Regions from separate parts of the Gossypium hirsutum genome. Here region 1 is linked to region 2. Evidence: chromatin contacts called from public Hi-C data. All regions are on one chromosome and are shown on one strand. Each heading gives the region's core, a stretch centred on a gene start, on an enhancer-like site or on the middle of the called end of the contact. The rest is flanking DNA. Distances are from core to core; before and after follow the strand shown. Region 1 overlaps LOC107921330 (a long non-coding RNA gene). Region 2 holds the start of LOC107920938 (lysine histidine transporter-like 7).

The links. A called contact is a pair of places that touch in the nucleus more often than the background predicts.
Region 1: a Hi-C map of petal shows a contact between it and region 2, with 5 times the contacts expected there. The contact joins the enhancer-like site here to the promoter of LOC107920938 in region 2. A contact is called at or near these places in 5 of 34 Hi-C or Micro-C datasets (callus, leaf and petal).

The regions. Positions count from the first base shown.
Region 1 is chrD01:56,569,067-56,575,653 of Gossypium_hirsutum_v2.1, forward strand. LOC107921330 (a long non-coding RNA gene) reads right to left here. Exons shown (of 4, transcript XR_001691020.2): 1 at 6,243-6,587; 2 at 5,772-6,132; 3 at 5,558-5,647; 4 at 1,414-1,749. It also overlaps the pseudogene LOC107921548. Among protein-coding and RNA genes, the nearest start is that of LOC107921330, 3.5 kb to the right of the region's middle. Within about 2 kb of position 1,850, at least 6 of the 9 cell types and tissues checked have an H3K27ac peak or open chromatin away from gene starts, as enhancers often do.
Region 2 is chrD01:56,340,079-56,346,185 of Gossypium_hirsutum_v2.1, forward strand. LOC107920938 (lysine histidine transporter-like 7) reads right to left here and starts at 4,349. Exons shown (of 5, transcript XM_016850771.2): 1 at 3,858-4,349; 2 at 3,219-3,352; 3 at 2,661-3,100; 4 at 2,447-2,578; 5 at 1,782-2,375. The coding sequence starts at 4,147. The coding sequence ends at 1,890. LOC107922620 reads left to right here. Exons shown (of 3, transcript XM_016852731.2): 3 at 1-5.

The DNA of each region.
Region 1 (6,587 bases), core at 600-3,099, 230 kb after region 2:
AACCTTCAAGAATCAGCATTATTTGATTTCACTCAATTAAACAGTTTCATGTTCTGGAAACTGCTGAATTCGCTTACCGACTACACAAGAACATGACCCTGGTTCTATATGAAGAGAATGCACCTGCTCATCATTATTGGAAGACTGATGTTCACTGCCTTCATTCCCGGAAACCACCTCTGGTGTCATAAAGACCACTTCTTGAATCTACAACTACTTCCCCTTAAAGTGAACCTTCTAATGAACAAATTACCACTGTACACAGCAAAAAAATACTGGCATTGGTGCCATGTTAGAAGCACTCGATCAACAGAAGAAAAGAGCTAAAACAAAAATGAAAGAAGCAAGAAAAAGAAAATGGTCTACTTGTTTTAATAAATAGACTCTAATAATCCATAAGGACCGAGTCTTTGTTATTTATACAAGAATAATTAGTGAAGCAGCTGATTTTCAGCACTAACACTGGCTCCTAGCTGACTCAACTGGTTTTCTAATTGAATAAGAGAATTACCTAACTTGATTAACAGCTAACAACTAACTGCTTAACAAACTAATTCCAGTTGTTTTAACTGCCTAACTGCTAGCCTAAGCTCAACAAGCTTATTCCTTAACAATTTGCTTGTACCTAGAGATAAGAAGAAAAATTTTTATACGGAAAGAAAGTGGAAAATACAATAATAGAGAATTACCAGCTAAAACATCAATTTGTAGTTAGCAAGTGTGGTTCTTATGTTGGCACAAGACACGACACACCTTCCTTCACACCATATATATTTGCTAAGCTCTTCACACCATATATTCTAACATAAATGATGCAGAAACCAAGACTCAAGACTCAATTCTTAGAGTAAAACACAATTCTATTTCCAAAAGAATGGATTACGTATTGGAATTGCAAACCAAATCTGAAAAGCTCAATTTAAGAAAATGAATATAAAGTATAAAATTACGATTCGAAATTAAAAGAAACAAAGAAAACATTATTCGGTTTCAAGGGATTGGAATCTGATTCCAACTTGTGGAATTAAGTAAGGATGCATTCAAAAATTTCAAAACTATTGTATCAACAAAATTTATCCAAAATTATTCACAATAAAATAAATAATACCATATTAATAAGGTTAAATTTATAAAATAATAAATATAAAATCAACATTTACTATTATCAAATAAAATAATTATTTTTGTGCAACTAACTTTTATTAATGTGTCAAATAGTTTTATAATATAAATTCAGTTTAATACTTAATTTTTTAAATTTAAGGTTATCAAACACAATAAAAAAATACTAATTTTTACTTCAACCTTTTGATGAATAAAATAGTTAGCAATCACAATCATCGGATGATTCTCTATTAACTCTCTAAAAAAACTCATTTCTTAAAAATTAGATGAAAAGTACTTTCAAATAAATTAATAAGTAAATAGTTCTTAAAATAAGAATAAATCTCTGAACCTTAATAATTAAAAACATCACATTTAACTTTGTTAATTAAGCGAGGGCCATCTAATGGTCTCCGTTTTCTTAGAGCTTTATTTTATTTAATTTATTAAAATTTCAAAATTACGATTCACAATAATAACACGTAAAAGTCTGCTACCCTAGCACCTAGCACGCAATTGTCTGTCTCTCTGGCATGTTTTTAAGTTTTCTGGTTCTTTTGTTCACAACTCGTATAGGCGGCTGCCGCTTATCAAAACTTCTTTAATCCTTCAGAATAGTATGTCCAACGGGGTTTAATCTCTGGCCTGCAATTATGGAAAATGAATTTGCTGAATTAACGCTTAATGAAGAAGAAGATGCAGTCTTACAAGCAGAAATTAAGCTGAGTACGAAAACGGTAGAAAGAGTTTTTCGACTGGTGGGATGTTTTCTAACAGTCAGCGTTATTCTCTTTCCAGCAATGAGAAACACCATGGTGAATTTATGGCATCCTGTTACGGGCGTTCAGATATGAGATTTAGGAGAAAAACGATTTTTGTTTCAATTTTTTCATGTCATGGACATAGAAAGAGTTTTGAAGGGCTCACCATGGACTTTTAATAATCACTTACTGGTTCTACACATTGAAAATCCCTTTAATTTTTACACCTTTCTGGGTGCAAATTTATGATATTCCAACGGGATTCTTTTCTGAAAATTTGGCAAGGTAATTAGGTGATTTCTTAGGAAAATTCCTGGAGTATGATGGCTCAGATCTGGGGAAAGGAAATAGGAATTTCATGCGAATCAGAGTTCAATTGGATGTTCGTCACCCATTAAAGAGGAAAAAACAGGTTATGTTCTTCGGGAATTGTTCATACGTCAAGTTTAATTATGAAAGATTGACTCTTTTTTGTTTCTATTATGGTTGGTTGGGTCACAATGACTCATTTTGTGAGGTAAAAATGGCGTTAGGGGTAGAAGTGGTTGTAATGGGTTGGGATTTGTCTTTGTGAGCGCAGTCCAAAAGAGTTTGGCAATGAACAGTGTTTGGTTATGCGAAGATGGAGAAGGTGATCCAGATGGAAGTATTAATGGTAACCGCATTTCAAAATGCAGACCATGGGGAACGAGAAATAATTTGGGATATGGAACTGCCATCGATCTTGTCCTGGAGATCAACTTGGAAGGGAATTTGTCCTCTTCCTCACAAGGTGGAAACATTTATTGGCCAAACAGGTCCACTCTGCAATAGAGCACAATTTGGAAGAAGGGGTGTTAATTGGAGAGGAAGGAAAAAAGAGACCTAGGGGGAGATCGAAGATTCGATAACGAGAGAAGTGGTCAATATTGTAATGGTAAGGAATAGGAGAATGTAGGACAATAATTTTTTTATCATTGGCGGCTGCCGAAAGGCAAAGGGACTGAACGCAATGAAAATTTTAAGTTGGAATGTTCGTGGTTTGGGGAATCCACAGACAGTTTGGAGACTTCGACATACGCTGAAGAAATATAATCCCCAGATGGTCTTCTTTATGGAGACAAAGATAAAGAAGATTCAGATGGAAAGAGTGCAAAGAAGTTGTGGTTTTGCTAATGGCATTGATGTAGACCCTAATAGATCTAGAGGAGGTTTGTGTTTGGCTTGGAGAGGTGATACTACTATCATGCTTCAGAATTTTTCAAAAAGGCACATAGACGTGATAATTGAAGATCCTGATGACGGGAAAAAATAGAGATATAAAGGCTTTTATGGCTCTCCTTATGCACAGGATAAGGATGAATCATGGAATCTTTTGAAAAGTCTTTGTAGCAATGAGGAACTCCCTTGGTTAGTTTGCAGAGATTTCAATGAAACCATGTATGGTTTTGAAAAGAAAATGGGTTGCCTAGGGATGAAAGAATAATGGAATTTCGAAATGTTCTGGAAGATTGTCACATGATGGATGTGGGTTATTCTGGTAATTGCTTCACTTGGGAGAGAGGAAATTTGTCAGAAACAAATATCCAAGAGCATTTGGATAGAGGTGTGGCTAACGAGAATTGGATGTCTATGTTTTCTGAAGCTACAATTCATCATCTAGTGCATTCTTTCTCTAACTATTGTCCTCTTTTAGTTACCACAAAAAGAGACGACAACTGGAGGAGTAGGAAAATATTTAAATTTGAGGCTTGGTGGGTTTTGGAGGAGTCATTAGATGGTGAAATTAAATTCGGATGGGAAATGGAAATAGGAGATTTATTGCAGAAATTGGAAAGTTTAACAAAGGGTTTGGAGAGATGGGTTGCACGCATATGTCAATCTAGAAAACAAAAGGAGTTTTTATCCTCCAAACTGTCACAGTTGATGGAAGCTTAAAGGAATGATAATAATTTAGCAGAGCTGATTGATGCGAAGCTTCAATTGAATTTTGAGATTGAGAAGTATGAACGTTACTGGGTGCAAAGAGCTCGAGTTAATTGGCTGAAATTTGGGGATAGGAATACAACCATTTTTCATTATCAAGCAACACAACGACGACGAAAAACTTGTATTCGGAAATTGCAGAATACGGCTAGAAGGGAAACGTAAAATACACAAGACATGGAAGAAATTGCTAGATCTTATTTTTAAAATTTATTTTTGACTGGGGAAAAGGGACATTGATATTGACCGTTGTGTTTGCGAGGAGGATAATTAAAGACTCACGGTGCAATATACAAAGGAAGAGATTTGGGAGGCGCTTACTGGAATGGGGCTCACAAAAGCACTTGGTGGAGACGAATTTCCAGTTTTATTTTATTAAAAGTGTTTGCATATCATTAGGAAAGAGGTCACATGCTTTTGTTTACAACATTTGAACGGAGGTGTAGAGGTTAGTTCAATTAACACTACTCATATTGTGCTTCTTCCTAAAAGAGCTAATCTACCAATGTTACTCATTTTCAACCCATTAGTTTATGCAATGTTCTTTATAAACTAATGGCAAAGGTTATTGCTAATCAATTTAAGGAAGTTTTGGAAAAGTACATTGATGGTGCACAGGGTGCTTTTGAGCCAGGAAGGTTAATTTCAGATAATGTTTTGTTGGCATATGAAATTTTACACACTCTAAAACAGAAGAAATTAGGAAAAAAGGGGTTTATAGCGATAAAACTTGAAATGAGTAAGACGTAGGATAGAGTTGAATGGAATTTTGTACAGGAAATGATGGTGCGAATGGGTTTTGACCCTAGCTGGATTGAATCTATTATGACATGTGTATCCACAACATCTTATTCAGTCGTCTTTAATGGTCACATTGGAGAGAACTTTCGACCAACGAGAGGACTAAGACAAGGTGATCCCTTGAGCCTATTTTTATTTTTGATATGTGGAGAGGGCTTATCTTGCCTTATGAGACTGACACTAAGAGAAGGACAATTGTAAGGGGTTAAGGCTAGCAGAAGGGGCCCACAAGTATCGCATTTGTTATTTAAAGATGATTGTATTTTGTTTGGAGAGTCAACTGAAAGAGGAGCTCTTTTACTGAAAGCAATTTTATGCGAGCATGGAACCTTTTCGGGTCAGTGTGTCAATTTCGACAACTCAATCGTTTTCTTTAGAAATAACACACAGGAGGAAGAAAGACAATTGGTTACTCGCATACTCGGTGTTCGTAGTTCAAATGACCTAAAACGTTATCTTGAATTGCCTAATATGGTGGGCAGAAGGAAAAAAGAGTCATTTCAAAACTTAAAGGACAGGCTTAAACAGCAGATTGACAACTGGAGTATTCGGTATCTCTCTCAAGCTGGGAAAGAAGTTTTCATTAAGGCTATTCTTCAAGCAATACCGACGTATACAATGGCCTATTTTTTACTAGCTAAATCCTTGTGTGCGGATCTAGATAGCATTATTGTGAGATTTTGGTGGCAAAAGGATTGTGGCAAAATGGACATTCATTGGTGTGCTTGGAGGGATATTTGTACCGTAAAAGAAAATGGTGGTTTGGGATTTCAAAATCTTGGGCAATTTAATATTGCTTTATTAGCCAAGCAAGGTTGGCGACTCATTAATTTTCTGAATTCTTTGTTAGCAAGGGTTTTAAAAGCTAAATACTACCCGAATTCAGACTTTATTAATGCACAGATAGGGAATTTACCTTCGCTTACCTGGAGGAGCGTTTGGGCAGCAAAAGGGTTACTAAAAAACGGTCTATGCTGGAGAGTCGGTAGGGGGATCAAATCTCTGTTTGGAATGATCTGTGGGTACCAAGAGTTGATACAGATAGAATCAATATTAGATCCAACAATGCAGAAATCAAGTTAGTTTCGGACTTAATTGATGCTTCAATTAGAAATTGAAGACATATTTAATAGTCAATACCTTTCAAGCGGACATTGCACAGAAGGTTTTGTAGATCCCTTCGGCGGAAGCTGAACACGATGATTTTCAAGTCTGATGAGGAGAACAGTCCGGCGAATTTTTAGTCAGAAGCGCTTACAAACTATTACAAGAGGCTAACTTGGATCCTAGTGCTAATTTAGTACAGGTCGAAATTAAAAACTTTTACAGAAAGCTATGGAATTTACTTCTTCCTTCAAAAATTACAATCACCATATGGTGTATTTCCTGGAACTTTATCCCTACTCTAACAAATCTCAGATCCAATAGAGTGGCTACAAATGTTTCTTGTCTTCGGTGTCGAAATGCTGAAGAGGATAACAATCATTTTTTCGGCAATGCCCTACAACAATAGAGGTATGGCAGATTTTAAACCACGTGAGGAAGGGATTTATCGAAACGAATTCAAAGTTACATGGCAGAGATAGATGGGCTGGAAGAAAGACCGCTTACCTCAAATGGTGGTAGAAGACATACACAACACAAAAGGAACATGAGAATAGCTATTTATTCGACGCAACTTTCGATGGAAGATCTTCCAGATCGACTTCGGGTCTGGTGGTTTGGGGAGTGATGGGCAAGATTTTAGCCTCAAAGACAGTCCTACATTCTATAATCTCGTATCCGTTCATGACAGAGGCACATGCAGGTTTACAAGCCGTGAAATTAGGGATCTCAATGGGTTTTAACTCAGTAGACATTATAGGGGATTCAAGAATAGTCATTAAGAAATGTAAATCAACAATGTTAGACAAATCAATTATTGGGGAGATTATTCGAGACATTCAAAGTAGAAAA
Region 2 (6,107 bases), core at 3,099-5,598:
TTTTACCTAAATCTTTGTCTGCTACTTTGATCTTTCTACATATTGCAATGTGATATTTCTAACTAAATTAAAGGATATTAAGGGTGATGGAATTGACAATCTTCAAATTGATGTAGTAGTAATAATACCAAATCGAGCTTAAAGTTTAAAAACACAATGCAATGCAAATAAGTATAAAAAGTAGAACAAATAATGGATTGAATCCACTAAAGTTGGATATCTATTATTCAAGTCCACCTGAATATCTAAAGGATATTGTTATCCAAATCAGGATATCCACTAATATTAGAATCAACACTATTAATCTCTATTTTTGTATGAAAAATCTGGATTAATTTTTTGAATCATCATTAATTAGATGAAATTTGATTCCGTCAAAATGCATATTCAATCAACCATTATGATTTTTTTGAATAGTTAAATCAAGGAAACAAATTCGGAACATCTGGCCAGGGCTTATTGATGAAAGAAATCCAAATGACATACGATTATGACAACAAATTCTACTAGTGATAGTCATCAATGTAAGAAATTGCAAGCTTTTGACTTTTGATAAAATAATACTGAGCTGTTCCTAGTTCATTATCAAGTTTTATTGCTATGCTAGTAAGTAAATATAGAGGGGGGTATTTATACAAATAGAATGAGAGAAATCTACAGTTTAACCAACTAACAGAATCTAGAGTTTCTGCCTACTTCCCTGCTCACCTTTTGCTTTCTCACACATATATTGTTACAGGCATGTTAATTATGAGTGTTGGGAGTTTGCTAATTTTAGGTGAGAAATGATAATATCTATAATGATTGAGATTTGGACCGTCTTTCCCATACATTCGAAGTGTAATTCCCTTGAATCACTAGCCACAAAATTCAGTCACCCCTGGTACACGTGTCTCCCGGCTTAAACCAAAGACTTAAAGAAAAAGATGGCCATTTTGCAAAAGAAAAGAAAAAGTGGATATGAGAAAAATCAGTGATGAACACTTGCCTTTTTTGGCATGGTGGGAATTGTGGTTAACGTGTCAGTGTGACTTTTTTTGAAGCAGCGTGGATATGGAGATTTTTGGGTTGGTCAAAGTGGGCGTTCTGGACCTATACATGTTTTTCATGCTCCATAATGGCGATTACGTGTACCTATTTTGGCCTTACTGAATGTATATTGTATGAAGCTCAGCAACTAAATTGCTTCCAGGAGAAGAATTGGGGGGGGGGCGGGGGCCCTTATTCTTCTCTCTCCTTCAAATTTATTTCTAACTTGGTCCTTGGGATTCGTCTTGTCCACCCTCCGTATCGCACTGTCTTCATCACTTACTGGTGTGATCGTAAGTGTAGGAAACTAAAAAATCAAAGAAATATTTTTGCTTTTGTGTTTTTGAAAATGAAATACATTAAGAACAAAATTGGTTGAAGTTATTTTCATGAAAATTAAAAATTTTGAAAAAATATATATTTTTAATTTTGATGGATTGCCATTGGTTCAAATCATCGAAAAAAAAATCTATTTTTTCAATATTTTTAAATATCAAACCACAAGCGTAAAATTTATTTTAGTTCCGAAAAAAGATTTAGTTTCTAAAAAGAAAAATAGAAAAGAAATTTCTATTTAGAAACCAAACGAATCTTCCTTTCTCATAATTATTTTTCAATTAATTCTTGGAATATATTGTTTTTTTTAGCTTATGAACACATTGAATTATGTTAATTTAAAAAAAGGAAAGAAATACTGCATGAAAGGAACATGAGGCTACAAATTTATGTTAATGAAACGAAAGTAAATCCGATTTGGAAACTAGTTAATTTCTTAGATTTCAATTATCATGCACACAAAAAGAATTAGATTAGGCCTGATTCAAAGTTTATAAATATACACATGACTTGTATATCTATCATTAAGGCCTGAAGAAGTTGGCATTCAGGCCTTTGTCATCTAATTTCCATACAGCAGCAACTATTAACAAAAGGCTGAGTACAATGCCAATAGAACCCACTCCCAAGTTGAGACTCCACATTGCACCCTTTGCTCGTGGTTTTCTGATCGAAATCCACATGAAACATGGATATACAAACGTCAAAGGCACAGCTGCCATTCCTCCAATTAAAGGTGCCAATTTTCCCAAGAAGGGAAAAGCCACTGCTACGAAGAACGTGACCCCTCCGAAGAAAAGGCGTATACCGGCACGAACCCACCCTGGGCATCGCCTTTTTTTACTGCTGGCGTAAATAAACTCTAAGTTGTCGAAAGCAGGCATGGCATAGATTTGGTATGACGTTATGCAACTTATAGTTAACCATATGTAGATCAGGCCTATTACATACTTTGAAGTGTCTTGTCCATGAAATTTTGTAAATGCAGTTAGAATCCCTTCTTCAGGTATCTGGAAGAAATGGAATTACTGTCAATAATGTTAACCAATGAAGTATATTATTAAATCGCAATGTTGCTTACCTTGTTTCCATAAGCCCAAAATCCAACAATTGCAAGTGGAAATAAACACATTGCTATTATCATGTACGATACCATTACTCCTCTCCACATAGATTTCCGTGATGGGTGCTTTGAATCTGATGGCAATGTCCCCTTCACTCAACAATTAAATATAATTAGTTTCCACATGTACTGAACTGAAGTAAAAGAGTTCATAGCGGTTAAGATTAATCACCTGAATCTCAAGAATAAGATTGTGACCTCTGAATGCAAGCATAATGATGCCAATGGCATTCAAGATGTTACCAAATCCAGTCATACCAGTTCTGTCAGCAACTGGTATGCCGTAAGAGACATCATTTGGCCTGCCTTTGCTGATGGATAGAGCCCATATCATAGTACAGTACCCAATGGAAGTTATGGCACCGGTTAGAGAAACTCGGGCTATTGAATTTAAATTGGGGAATAATTGAGCAATGATAAGGGCTATGCAAGTAAATATGAGGAACCACTGTGTACCACTCAGGGACATGGATCCACACATGGTTCCTTCCTCACATATGATGTTGAAAAGTTGTTCCATGGAACTTCCTGCTGTGATAATAAGCATAACACAAGAGCCTCCTGATAGATACATTACTGGGAAGATTGCCAGCAACTTCCCAAGCTTTGGGCCTGCAATGGGATCAAATTAGGAAAGTTTTTAGTCCATTTGGGGGGCACAATCAAGATTGGTGAAAGTTGAAAGACCTTTGACTTGGGAGGGGGGGTATTATTTTAACGAACTACTAACCAAAGGCAAGAATTGACATGCGGACGAATCTGCTGCAACGGATTCCAGGAACAGGTTCATGAAGATTTACTAGAAGCCATGTGGTGTAGAGTTGCCACATGAATGCTATGGACAAACATATGATCCCCCATGCCCTACACAAATTCAAAATTGTATGAAAAAATTTAAGCAATAGCACATGAAAAACAAAGAAAAAGAAAACCTTAGCTTCCAAGTTTTGTTTTCCCAACTTTTTTTTTGGGGTTCAAAAAGGAAGACAAAAGAAGAAAAAATGGGCCATACCAACAATGGTCGTTGGAAATAAAGCTGGAATTATTTGAAGTCTAGGTTCAAACAGAAGGACAATTTTCTTTCTTTCAACATTTCTTTTGGGTCTTTGGAGATTAAGTTATTGTATTAATTAGTATTTAGTACATGGAAAAGAGACTCTTTCTTCTTTAGATGGTCCCCCCTAAAGACCCCACACTGAAACTCGGAAATTTTGGAAACAGATCAGCTTTGTGATCAACAAATATTGCCATGTTTGAGTTGAGCAAAACAAGACAGACTAGACCATGTTTTTGTTGGTTTGTTTGAGAGTGGTGATTTGAAGAGGGTGGGATAAAAAGTAATATAACAAAATGAGTTGCAAAAACTCACCATCCAAGACTTGCAAAAGCAACAGGGAGGAAAAGGACCTGAAACCCAATCCCTGAACAAAGCAGATGTAAAATAGCAGAGAAAGTGCTGCCATTTCTGGACTCGGTTAGAGGCAGCCAAGATTCAAGTTCACTAAGGTTGACCACACCCTGTGGTGGCGGAGAAACTCCAGCCGCAGCTCCAGGCGTGTCCTTAATGGTGATAATTTGGAAAGGAACGGGCGTAGGTGGTAGATAAAGTGGAAGCACATGCTTCGACTTGTCTTCAATGGGTACTACTACTTCTCCCATAATCCAAAAACTCCTTCCGATCTCAAAGCTAAGAATAATAGAAATGTTGGGGAGGGGGGGTTGAGTTTAATAATATAAGGAACCAAGAGTATTGGACATGTGAAACCTAACGCACTGCCCACCAGACCGGGAAATCAACAACAAGACCTAAGATTTCTGCTGTTTCATTTCAACAATGAATTTCACGACAGTTTGTCTCACCAACGAGGGTGTGGCCAACTTTTAAAGGTATAATCAATAATGGCATACGTCATACCTATTACATCATCAATCCTCTCATTTTTTTCTGAAATTTTATTTAACCACCCAAAAATAGGCCCTTTCAGCATCACACTTTTCTATTTATGCATAAAATATATATTAACTTTGATAAAAGATAAAAAGTAGTTGACGGCTACGGTGTTTATAACTTTCTTTCTTTTTCCTTATCAATCGATTTAATTATAAATTTTATAAAAAAAATTAATCCTTTAATTTGTCAAAATTTTATTCTCTTATCATAATGGAGATATTAATCTAATTAAAATAGTAAATTACTGATTTAGAAATCAATATTTCATCACAAATTTATTGGTGGTAAAGTGAAATAACAAAAGTTTAAATTTTATTTTATCATAAATTTAGATCCATATAGCCCACATCAATGCACATCCATAGATTTCACCAGTGGCCAATACAAAAAAGTTCATTTTTTAGGCCCAAAAATGATTTTTTCTACATAAAAATGAATTTATTTAATATATTCTTTCACTAATTCAATTTTGACCCCTTAAAATTTTTTTCCATCTTCACCTTTTATTAAGTGTAGCAATTTTACTTTTAGGATATATATTATGTGTAGCATCTTTTATACAATTGGTTAATATTATATATATACATATTTAAAAGAGTAGCGATAAGTTTAAAATGATGCATCGAAATAAATCAGTATCGTTAAATATCGATATTAGTAAAAAAATGGTACGTCTATTGATACGATATTAACTATCTTTGTCTATTATCAACAGAACTAATTTCTTTAATTTTCATAAAATACGATAATTATATTATGAAAAATCATTAAGTTGTCAACTCATGAAGTGTTTTTATATGTTTGGGTAAAGAAATGAGTTCAATATCCCAAGAAATATTGCTAGTTGTTGAGGGGGGTCGATTAGTTTCCTTGAAAGACTAGTTATACCTTGATTGGTGGTTTGATCTACATCGTGTGCAACTTTATTAGTTAAATATCTACACGTTCTTTAAGTACGTACTCTCTCCATCACAAAACTTAAATCTCGAAACAATACCAATGATTGCTAAGGACCATATCGATTGTCCGACAATACTTAAAAAAGTGAAGGAGTCAATCCCCTATTAGTATATAGCACAAGTATTTGCGTTAAAGATAACATAGGTCGAAAGTGTCGAAAATACGGTGGGAATATGAATGTGAAATGCTGATATAAGGCAATGACGTTTACTGTTTTTATACCAATGACATAATTAGATCAGGCATGGGATTTTCCACACGAACCGGCCTTTTTTCTTTTTTTTTTTTAAAAATATGTATAGTACATAGGCTAATGGGACAAGTATACAAAAATGATTTTATTTAGGGGAAAATGATAATTTTTTGATATTAATGATGTTAAGCAAAAAGAAAAAATCATATTGTGGTTGGGATCCATATAAAATGGAATAAAATCATGTTCAAGATCCTACAAATATTTGATTAATTAATTAATGGTTTATGTTCTCACTGGAGACTCTCTTTTTCTTTTTTAAGAAACAAAAATGGTTTCATATTCCGTCAGAAATATAAATTATACATTCTGTCACTAAGTTTATTATTTATATTATATTCAAAACAGTTAATGTGAAGAATGAACTCTTTGCTATTTGTACAATTTTAATTTGATAAATATTAATTATGATAATATTATTCATTTTCAAATTACTGCTAATATTACTAATAATT